2 separate regions of the Mus musculus genome follow, and region 2 is linked to region 1. Evidence: chromatin contacts called from public promoter capture Hi-C data. All regions are on one chromosome and are shown on one strand. Each heading gives the region's core, a stretch centred on a gene start, on an enhancer-like site or on the middle of the called end of the contact. The rest is flanking DNA. Distances are from core to core; before and after follow the strand shown.

The links. Promoter capture Hi-C pulls out the DNA fragments that hold promoters and counts their contacts.
Region 2: a contact with region 1 is called in a promoter capture Hi-C map of pre-B cells, with 4 times the contacts expected there. The contact joins the promoter of Rnf44 here to the promoter of Sema4d in region 1.

What each region holds. Positions count from the first base shown.
Region 1 is chr13:51,791,973-51,796,142 of GRCm38.p6, forward strand. Sema4d (sema domain, immunoglobulin domain (Ig), transmembrane domain (TM) and short cytoplasmic domain, (semaphorin) 4D) reads right to left here and starts at 1,706. Exons shown (of 16, transcript NM_013660.5): 1 at 1,525-1,706.
Region 2 is chr13:54,685,478-54,689,647 of GRCm38.p6, forward strand. Rnf44 (ring finger protein 44) reads right to left here and starts at 2,331. Exons shown (of 11, transcript NM_001146026.1): 1 at 2,017-2,331.

The sequences.
Region 1 (4,170 bases), core at 456-2,955:
CTCTGACTCTTGCCCTGGCTCCAGGTCGCACATCCATCGTGCAAGAACGGCAATGCCACAACTGGTATAGGCAACGTGTGTCTGTTTCTTTGGTTTACTTGCTGTGTGGACCAGCCAGACCTAACTGAGTCTTATGGTCAGGAAAGACAAGCTTTGCCCACACCAACATCCCTGCTCACTATTCTATCCATTCCGCTTCTCAACAGATGATCGCTCTGACGTGATGCACACAGACAGCAACGGTCAAAATGACAATCAGGCCATTATAGTCGCTACCGGGATCTACCCCCACCTCTGCCCAAGACTGCCTGCTTCTGGGACACTGTAAACATTCCCAAATAACCCTGCCTGCCTGGGCAGACAAGAGACAAGTCAGACGCCAGGGGCACATATGAAGTGACAGACCGCTGGTGTCACTTCACCCTCCTGGGAAGGAAACTTCCGTTTGGTAGCGCCTGGTAGACCCACAGCTGGGTCAGATGGCTGGCTACAGGCCCCCAGTCCAGTGAGAGGTTGGGCCACCCACGGGCCTGGGCTGTGCTCCACACAGTGAGGGTTTTCAAAACAAAAGCAGGACAAGTTCATGTGGCAAATGACCCAGTATGTAGGGGCAGGCCTTCACCACATGCTTCATTGAAAGCCAAAACTCCACATTCACCCACAGAGAGACTAAACAGAAAACATATAGAGGGCAGCTACGTGCTCAGCGCTGTTTTGTTTTTTGGCTGATTTTTTTCCCCAAGCCATAACTGGCTGAGCCCCAACAGAACCAGCCCCCTGCAAATCATCGGGCGCCAGCAACAGGTGCAGCTCGAGCTAAAGCTGGTGGTGGTTCCGGGCGGTTCTAGAATAACGCAGCCCGAATCTTCCAGGAAGCCACCGCCTTGCAGTGCCCACTGCCCGGCGGTGGCAACCTCACCGCGGCCGCACCTGTCTGAGTGCACCGCGCCACATCCGGTGCACCCGAGCCAAGGCCTGGGAGACCGAAATAGAAGCTGGTTAGGCCGGGGCTGGGAGCCCGGCTACGGGCACCGGGCCTGACCTGGGAGGCACCGATCAAGGAGTCAGCACCCGGGGGTCCCAGCGTGCAGGGCCTGGCTGGTCAAGTCGCATCCGCTGCCTGTCCCGTGTCCCTGCTCCAGCCACCTGCCTGCCAGGGCCTGGCGGGAGCTAGGGAAGGGACGCCGGAGAGAGATCCGGGCTGGGGTGGAACTGCAGAGAGGGTCTGGAAAACGCGGTGGAAATGTAGAGGGGGGTGAGGAATCCGGATGGGACTCAGAGGGGACCCAAAGGATCCTGATGCGAACGCAGAGGGAGTCCGGGGGCATCCAGGTGGGAATGCAGACTAGGTCCTAGCGGTGTGGGAGAACCTGGGGAAGAAGCTCGGAGAGGGATCCTGGGAGCCCCGAGGGGGTCGCAGGAGAGGCTCCAACAGGGTTCCTAGGTTTACCGCGGGGGCTCGCCGCGCTCCGCGCACCTGCCCAACCCCGCGCGCGCTCCTCCCGCGCCGGCCCAGTCGCTTACCTGGAGCGCGCGTCCGACCCGCGGAGGCTCTCGGCGGGGGCTGGCCAGGCCAGCTCCGCGCCAAGAATGGCGGCGGCGTTGGTGGCAGCGACGACAGAGGCGAACGGCGCCAGGAGCTTGAGTCGGGGAGGCCGGGAGACGCGCGGAGATGCTGCGGCGCGAGAGGGAGCGGAGGCCGGCGTGGGGAAGGAGGGCGCGGGGCTAGCGTGCAGGCCCCACCCCCTCTCCCTCCCTTCCCGCCTCCTCCCCTCCCCCTCCCGTCTCTTCCCTCCCTTCGCCCCTCCCCCTTCCTCCTAGTCCCTCCTCTCACCCCAACCTCTCTCCCTTCTTCCTTGCCCTCCCGCGCCCCGCCCCTGTCTTCACCTACCCCAGTCTTTTTCTCCTGCTCCCCTCTTGTTTCCTTTCTCCCTCCCTTCCTTTCCTTCCCCATTTACCTTCCACCACCTCTTCCTCTTTTCATCCAACTCCCTCGTCCTCTTCCCCCGTGTCCCCCCCCCCCCGTCCCCCATCCCCCAAAGCCCCATGGTCCAGACCCCAGGGGCTCTTTCCTACCCAAGTCTGGTCTCTTGAAAACAGAGGAGATTACCAGCAAAAGGAGCCTTTTGATCCTTTCAGCCTCCTAATGATCCAGCCTGCTCGTCCAGGTCCCCAAAGTCTCCTGTGCCCCATGCTCTGGGGTCACCAGCGTTGACCCCAGAGATGCTGGGCTCTTACCTTTATGATCTAGGATAGACCCTTTGGGGTTCTCAATGCAAGGTGTGGGTGGTTCTTCCCATGGACCAAGGCTTCCTGTATGCAGCTCCCGATGAGATACATTTCTAACTAATTCTGGGCCTTCCGAAGTTGGTTGGTACAAAGGGTAGACATAGCCAGGTCCTTAACATGCTTTCTGAGGTTGGTGCTCCAGAACCTATGATTAAAAAAAAACCCAGACAGTGGTGCTTTGTTGTAATCCCAGTGTTGAGGCAGAGACTATTGGTGGAACCCTGGATGGAGTTCACTGGCCAGCCAGCCTGCCTTACTTAATCCGAAGTCAGACTCAGATTTCAGTAAGGGACCCTGTCTCCTAAAACTAAGTGGACAACACCTGGGTTGACCTCATGGCATATTGCATGGGTACACACACACAGACACACACACACACTGCAGCCACAGGGCATGTCCTTTTCTGCCCTTGAAGGGAGAAGTGACCCTCAGTTCACACAGTAACTGGCCAGGTGGGAAGTGCTGCCCAGAGACACAGTCCCTCCCTAAAAGGAAACCCAGTTCCTTAATGAACCTGCCGGAAGAACCAAGAAATAGATCAAGACCAGTCTCTAGGCAGACTGGTGGCTTCCTGAATTCCAGAAGGCCCTTAGGGGCTTCCAGCAGGGATGAGGCTGTTGGGAAGGCAGGCAGCTGACAGCAGTTAAACTGAGCAAGCCCTTCCTAAAGGATAGAAGGTCCTAGAAAGAACCAGGAAGCTTCTTCAGGTTAGGTGTGCCAGTCAGTGCTGGCTCAGAGAGCACAATAGGCCTACTAGAGGTCAAAACAGTAGAACCAACCAGAGGAGGGTCGGTTGTCTTTGCTCTAGGGCTGTGTTTCTCAACCTGTGGGTCAAGAACCCTTTGAGGGTGGGAATTCGAAGGTCTTGTTCACAGGGGTCACCTAAGACCATTGGAGAACACAGATATTTACATTATAATTCATAACAGTAGCAAAATTACAGTTACAAAGTAGCAACAAAACTAATTTTATGGTTGGGGAGCCATCACAACAGGAGGAACACTATCACAGGGTCACAGCATCAGGAAGGTTGCCGACCAGTGCTCTAGGGGGGCTCATAACCTGCATTGAATCTAGAACCTGACAAAACTCAGCTGGGGGCTTGCTTCCAAGTTGACCTTGGGCCTCAGTTCTCTTTTTTTGTTGTTGTTGGTGGTGGTGGTTTTTGTTTGTTTTTTTGAGACAGAGTTCCTCTGTGTATCCCTGCCAGTCCTGGAACTCACTCTGTAGACCAGGCTGGCCTCGAACTCAGAAATCCGCCTGCCTCTGCCTCCACAGTGCTGGGATTAAAGGCGTGCGCCACCACTCCTGGCATGGGCCTCAGTTCTCTAATGAGTTCCATGAGAGAAACAGGTGAGAGACCTTGACCTATTCCACTCTCTGATCCAAGCACTGACAGGTAGATCTACCCTGAAGAAAATTCCCTGGCCAGGGAACAGTGGGTAAAGTTTGTTGAGTTCTGCCTCCCAGTTCTGTGATGGTGACCATTCCAAAGAAACAGAGAGGATGCGTCTCCAACCTCTCTTCCGATTCTGAGTGTTGGTCCACCACTGTCTTGGTCTTATAGGGACCACAGTGCTGCAGGGACAGGTTAGTCCTAGGCTTATTTAACAGCATCCTATATCCCAGGAAGGAAGATACACCTAGGATGCTGACACACAAATGTAAGTGTTACAGAGATGAAAGAGACTCTCATTTATCATCATAGGAGATGCACATCTAGAATATTGCTCCCTTGCTTGGGCAGCCAGCAGCATCCTGCGGATAGGGGTGGGGCAGCAGAGACACTAGCAGCCTCTAGCCTGGAAAATCCCTCTGTACAGCACAAGGCAGTGGGATCCACACAGCTACAAAGTGCCTAGAGCACAATCCCTGTTGGAT
Region 2 (4,170 bases), core at 1,081-3,580, 2.9 Mb after region 1:
CCAATTCTCCAAGTCTGCAGGGAAGAATGCTTCCTCCACATTCCCCAACAGTGCCTGGCCTCAGCCACAGACCTGGGGTATACCAGCTGGATTCACTGCTGTTACTGACCGGCTCAGGCACTCAGCAGGAGTGGGATTCAACTGAAGAAGCCTCAATGACAGGGTGTTGTCAGAGTAAACAATGGGAGGTTATAATCACTCCCCCCAAATCTTAGTCTCTGAAATGAGGCTAAAGCATACAGGAATGGATGGATGGATGGACACACACACACACACACACACAACCCAACTGCATTTGCTCTCCCTCCTCAGTCAGAAAATGGGCCTTCTCTCCAAGATACCCTGACACATAGGCCCCCACTTTTGAGATTCCAGGTCAGGGAAAACTCAAATACCTGAAACAAGATGCCTGGCCTATCCCAACCCAGCAGACAGAAGGACATCTAGTGGGAAGCAATGGAGCCAAAGGTAACAGCATCACCCCCAACTTCTTGCCAGGGTCTTAGGCCCATCACTTCCTCTCCTTGAACTTCAGATTCCTCCTCTGTAAAAATGGGAACCTAAGAACGATCTCTCAGGGACCCATCAAAGGCTACTTTAAAGGGAAGAGAAGAGGCAGCCTTAAGTGAAGGCCAGCTGTGGTGTGAATGGTTGGCCTCCTCCTGCACCCCTACCCTAGGTAGACACAAGTCCCTAAGCGCTAAAGGAGGCACGAGCATGGTGTCCAGCAGTGTACCTGAGGAACAGAAAGGTGGTTCTTTAACTCCTGCCAGAAACTAAAGTGGTAAAGAGGGGACACACCCATTTCAGTTACTGAAACCCCAAGGACTTGTTCTAGACCACGGGGAACACAATTGGTCCTCCTGGCTGGTTCCCTAGACCCAAAGCCCCAGTAGTCTCAATGACAGTGGTCGGAGGGAAAACTACAGAGTACTTCAGGAGCCACGTGTGAGATGTAGTATCTTTATGCGTGAGTAGTGTCCCAGAGACGCAAGAGTGACTGAGCTGGACCAATCAACACACTCAAGGTCAACCAGCACCACTGCTTTCCCACACCTCTCTTCACTGTACTGCTCTCTATCCATAAAGTTTGTGTAAACTCCCCTAAGTCTATCTCTTGTCCCCATGGGTCCACAACCCCGCCAGCCAAGTACAGAGTCCCAAGCACACATTCTAACCCTTGAGTAGAGTCGAATAGGGTCGGTTTGCAGAAAGATTCACTCCCTCTAGCAGACGAGCAGGCTTAGGTGGGAATACAAGTTCCCCTACCCTACATGCTCGCCGTACCTCCCTCTAAGTAGGAGCTTCCCAACTCCCACAAAGGCCGAGGAGGCGATTTAGGGCGGAACCACCACACCTTGGCCAGCTTAGACTCCCTGGGTGACCTTGGTTAAAGAACCCCTTTAGTTTCGGCTAAGCCTTATTAACAATAGAGACTGAAATCTCCCCAGGGCGCCCCTAAAAAAGCCACAGACAAGAAACTAGGTGTTCACATTATGGGGAAGGAAAACAAAGTCCCAGAGGATAAGGCTCCTCCCCAAAGCAGGCCGTGGGGCTCCAGCAGTTTTCCAAAGCTACCCCTCCTTGGGGATGGGACCGAAGCTCGTACACCTGTCTCAGGAGGGGCCTCCGTTGTTCCCCTTACTCCGTAATGCCGCACTCGGAGGAACACTGAGGGGAAAAGGCAGGCAGCACCGCTGGGGCTAGAGCGCTGTGACTTTAAGAGCCGAGGATCCCGGACCATGTGCTCGGCGTGAGACAAAAGCAACAACAAAGGAAGTGGCGGCTGCAGGGGGAGGGGTTGGCTCCTTCCCCTCCACCGCAGCGCTCTGCAAGGCAGAAGAGCGGCCCGGACTAGGTAGCCGCAGGCAGCACCTGGCCCGGGGGCCCCGCCGCCGTCTCCCACCACTCCCTCAGCCCGGGATCGACGCCTACGAGGCCGGCAAACAACGCGTCCCCGAGGGAGCCGTAGTTCCGGGGTGCGGGTCCGAAGTTAAGAGGCCCGGCCCGACTCACCGGCAGCCGTCCGACCACACGCGGGCTCCTTTGTTCGCGATGCGGGGTGCGGACGGTGAAGCGCCCGCTCCTTCGCGAGCCTGCTCTGTCTTCCGCCTCCCCAGCCCGGGCCCGAGAGAAGGGCGGCGCAGGACGCAGCTGTGCTCTCCGGCGGGCTGGCCCTTTAAGAACTGTCCGCGGCGGCCGGATGGAACCAGCCCCACGTTTTGATTCACAACATTCGGATCGGCGGGGGCGCGCAGCGCGGGAGGCGGCTCGCGGGGGCGCGCCAGGACGCGCAAGCAAACAGTAGCGGCAAGAGCGGACACCCGCCCCGCCCCGCAGGCCCCGCCCCGCAGGCCCCGCCCCGCGCCGCGCGTCGGCCAATCGCGTCCTGCGGGCGGCACGTGACTAGCGGGTCGCCATCTTGAAAGGCTGGCTAAAAAAGCCTCTTCGCCCCCACCTCATACTTCAAAGCCCACAAGGCCGAGTCGCAGGTGATGAGCGGTGCGAGCCCAGGTACGGGGACCGTGGCACGCACTAACAGGTCAAGGTTACCTTCTTAGGGCCGCGGCCTCTGTGGGGCACGCAGCCTCTCACGCAGCCGAGGTGAGAGGACCGCTCTTAGCTCGGCAAGCACACTTCCCGGAGATGACGTCACCACAAGCCCGGCAGGCCTGCGATGACCTCATAGCTCACCTCGCCTCTCTACTCGCTCGCTTTCTGTTCCGTTAGACGGCGCCTTTAAACAGCTGGGACAACCCAGGGCTGAAGAGACCAATGACTGAGGAGCCATGCAAATGATTTAACGTCTCCTGGGTAGGGGGATTGGTCTTGCGCGTGCTGACGTCACAGAAACATCTCGGCACCCCGCCCCTAGCGCGGCCCGGGAAAAGGGGTGGAGAGGCTCTAGTTCAGCTGAAGTGGGAAGAGTTGGGATCTCCTGAACCAGGCCCAGGGAGGTTTCTGCAGTTTAGTTCTCTAAGCTTCTCAACGACTGAGAGCCTAGGGATCAGGACAAGCAAGCCACTGTACCGGAAAGAAGAGTCACTCCTCCAGGACCGGCGGATCAATAGTTCGAGAACAGCCTGGTCTACATAGCTACAGAGACCTTGTCTTCAAAATACAAGCAACAAAAATATCACACACCCAGATAGTAACACAGCTGAGGCGAGAGAGGGGGCAGACGTCGGTGTCCCCTTAGGATGCCCCCCCCCCCCCCGGCCAGGCAAACATACAAAGTGGGGTATGGTGTGTCTGCATCGATTATATAAGCAGAACATCACCATTACCTAAAGCACTCATGTCTACTAGGCCGGTCTGTAGTAACTGGACTACTACAGAGTCCACCAACCCAGAACAGGATGTCAGTAGAAAATGGCAACATTTGTTAAACCTCTGTGGCTACAGATGGGTGACACTCTGTACTTTGTGGATGCATCCCATAATCCCAAATATTTAAAAAACAAACCAATTTACTAACAAGGTGTAACAATATTATCAATTTCAACTGAATATTGTATCAGCATACAGTGGGAAGTGATTTGGGAAAAGACACAGGAATTCTCATTAGGGTGCACCTGTTCAGGAGGGCAGATTTGTTTTTTGAGACAGGGTTTCTCTGTATAGCCCTGGCTGGCCTCAGAAATCCACCTGCCTCTGCCTCCCAAGTGCTGGGATTATGCCACCACTGCCCAGCAAGGAGGGCAGATTTTTAAATTTTTCTTTGTATTACTATTGTTTTTGTGTGCTTATAAACATAATCTCCTCTATCTCAGGCAGCCTCAACTCTTGATCCTCTTCCCAAGTGCTGAGATTACAGGCATTATACCACCACTCCTAGTTTAAATTTTTTTAATTTGGTAACTGTGTATTTGCTTTTAAAAATTCTAGACAGAGGGCTGGAGAGATGGCTCAGCGATTAAGAGCACTAGTTACTATTCCAGAGAACCAGGGTTCATTTCCCAGCACCCACAGGGCAGTTTACAACTGTCTGTAGCTCCAAGGAATCTGACACCCTCACACAGACATACATGCAGGCAAAACACCAATACACATAAAATTCTATTCAAAAAAATTCTAGCCGGGCGTGGTGGTGCACACCCTTAATCCCAGTACTTCGGAGGCAGAGGCAGATGGATTTCTGAGGCCAGCCTGGTCTACAAATTGAGTTCC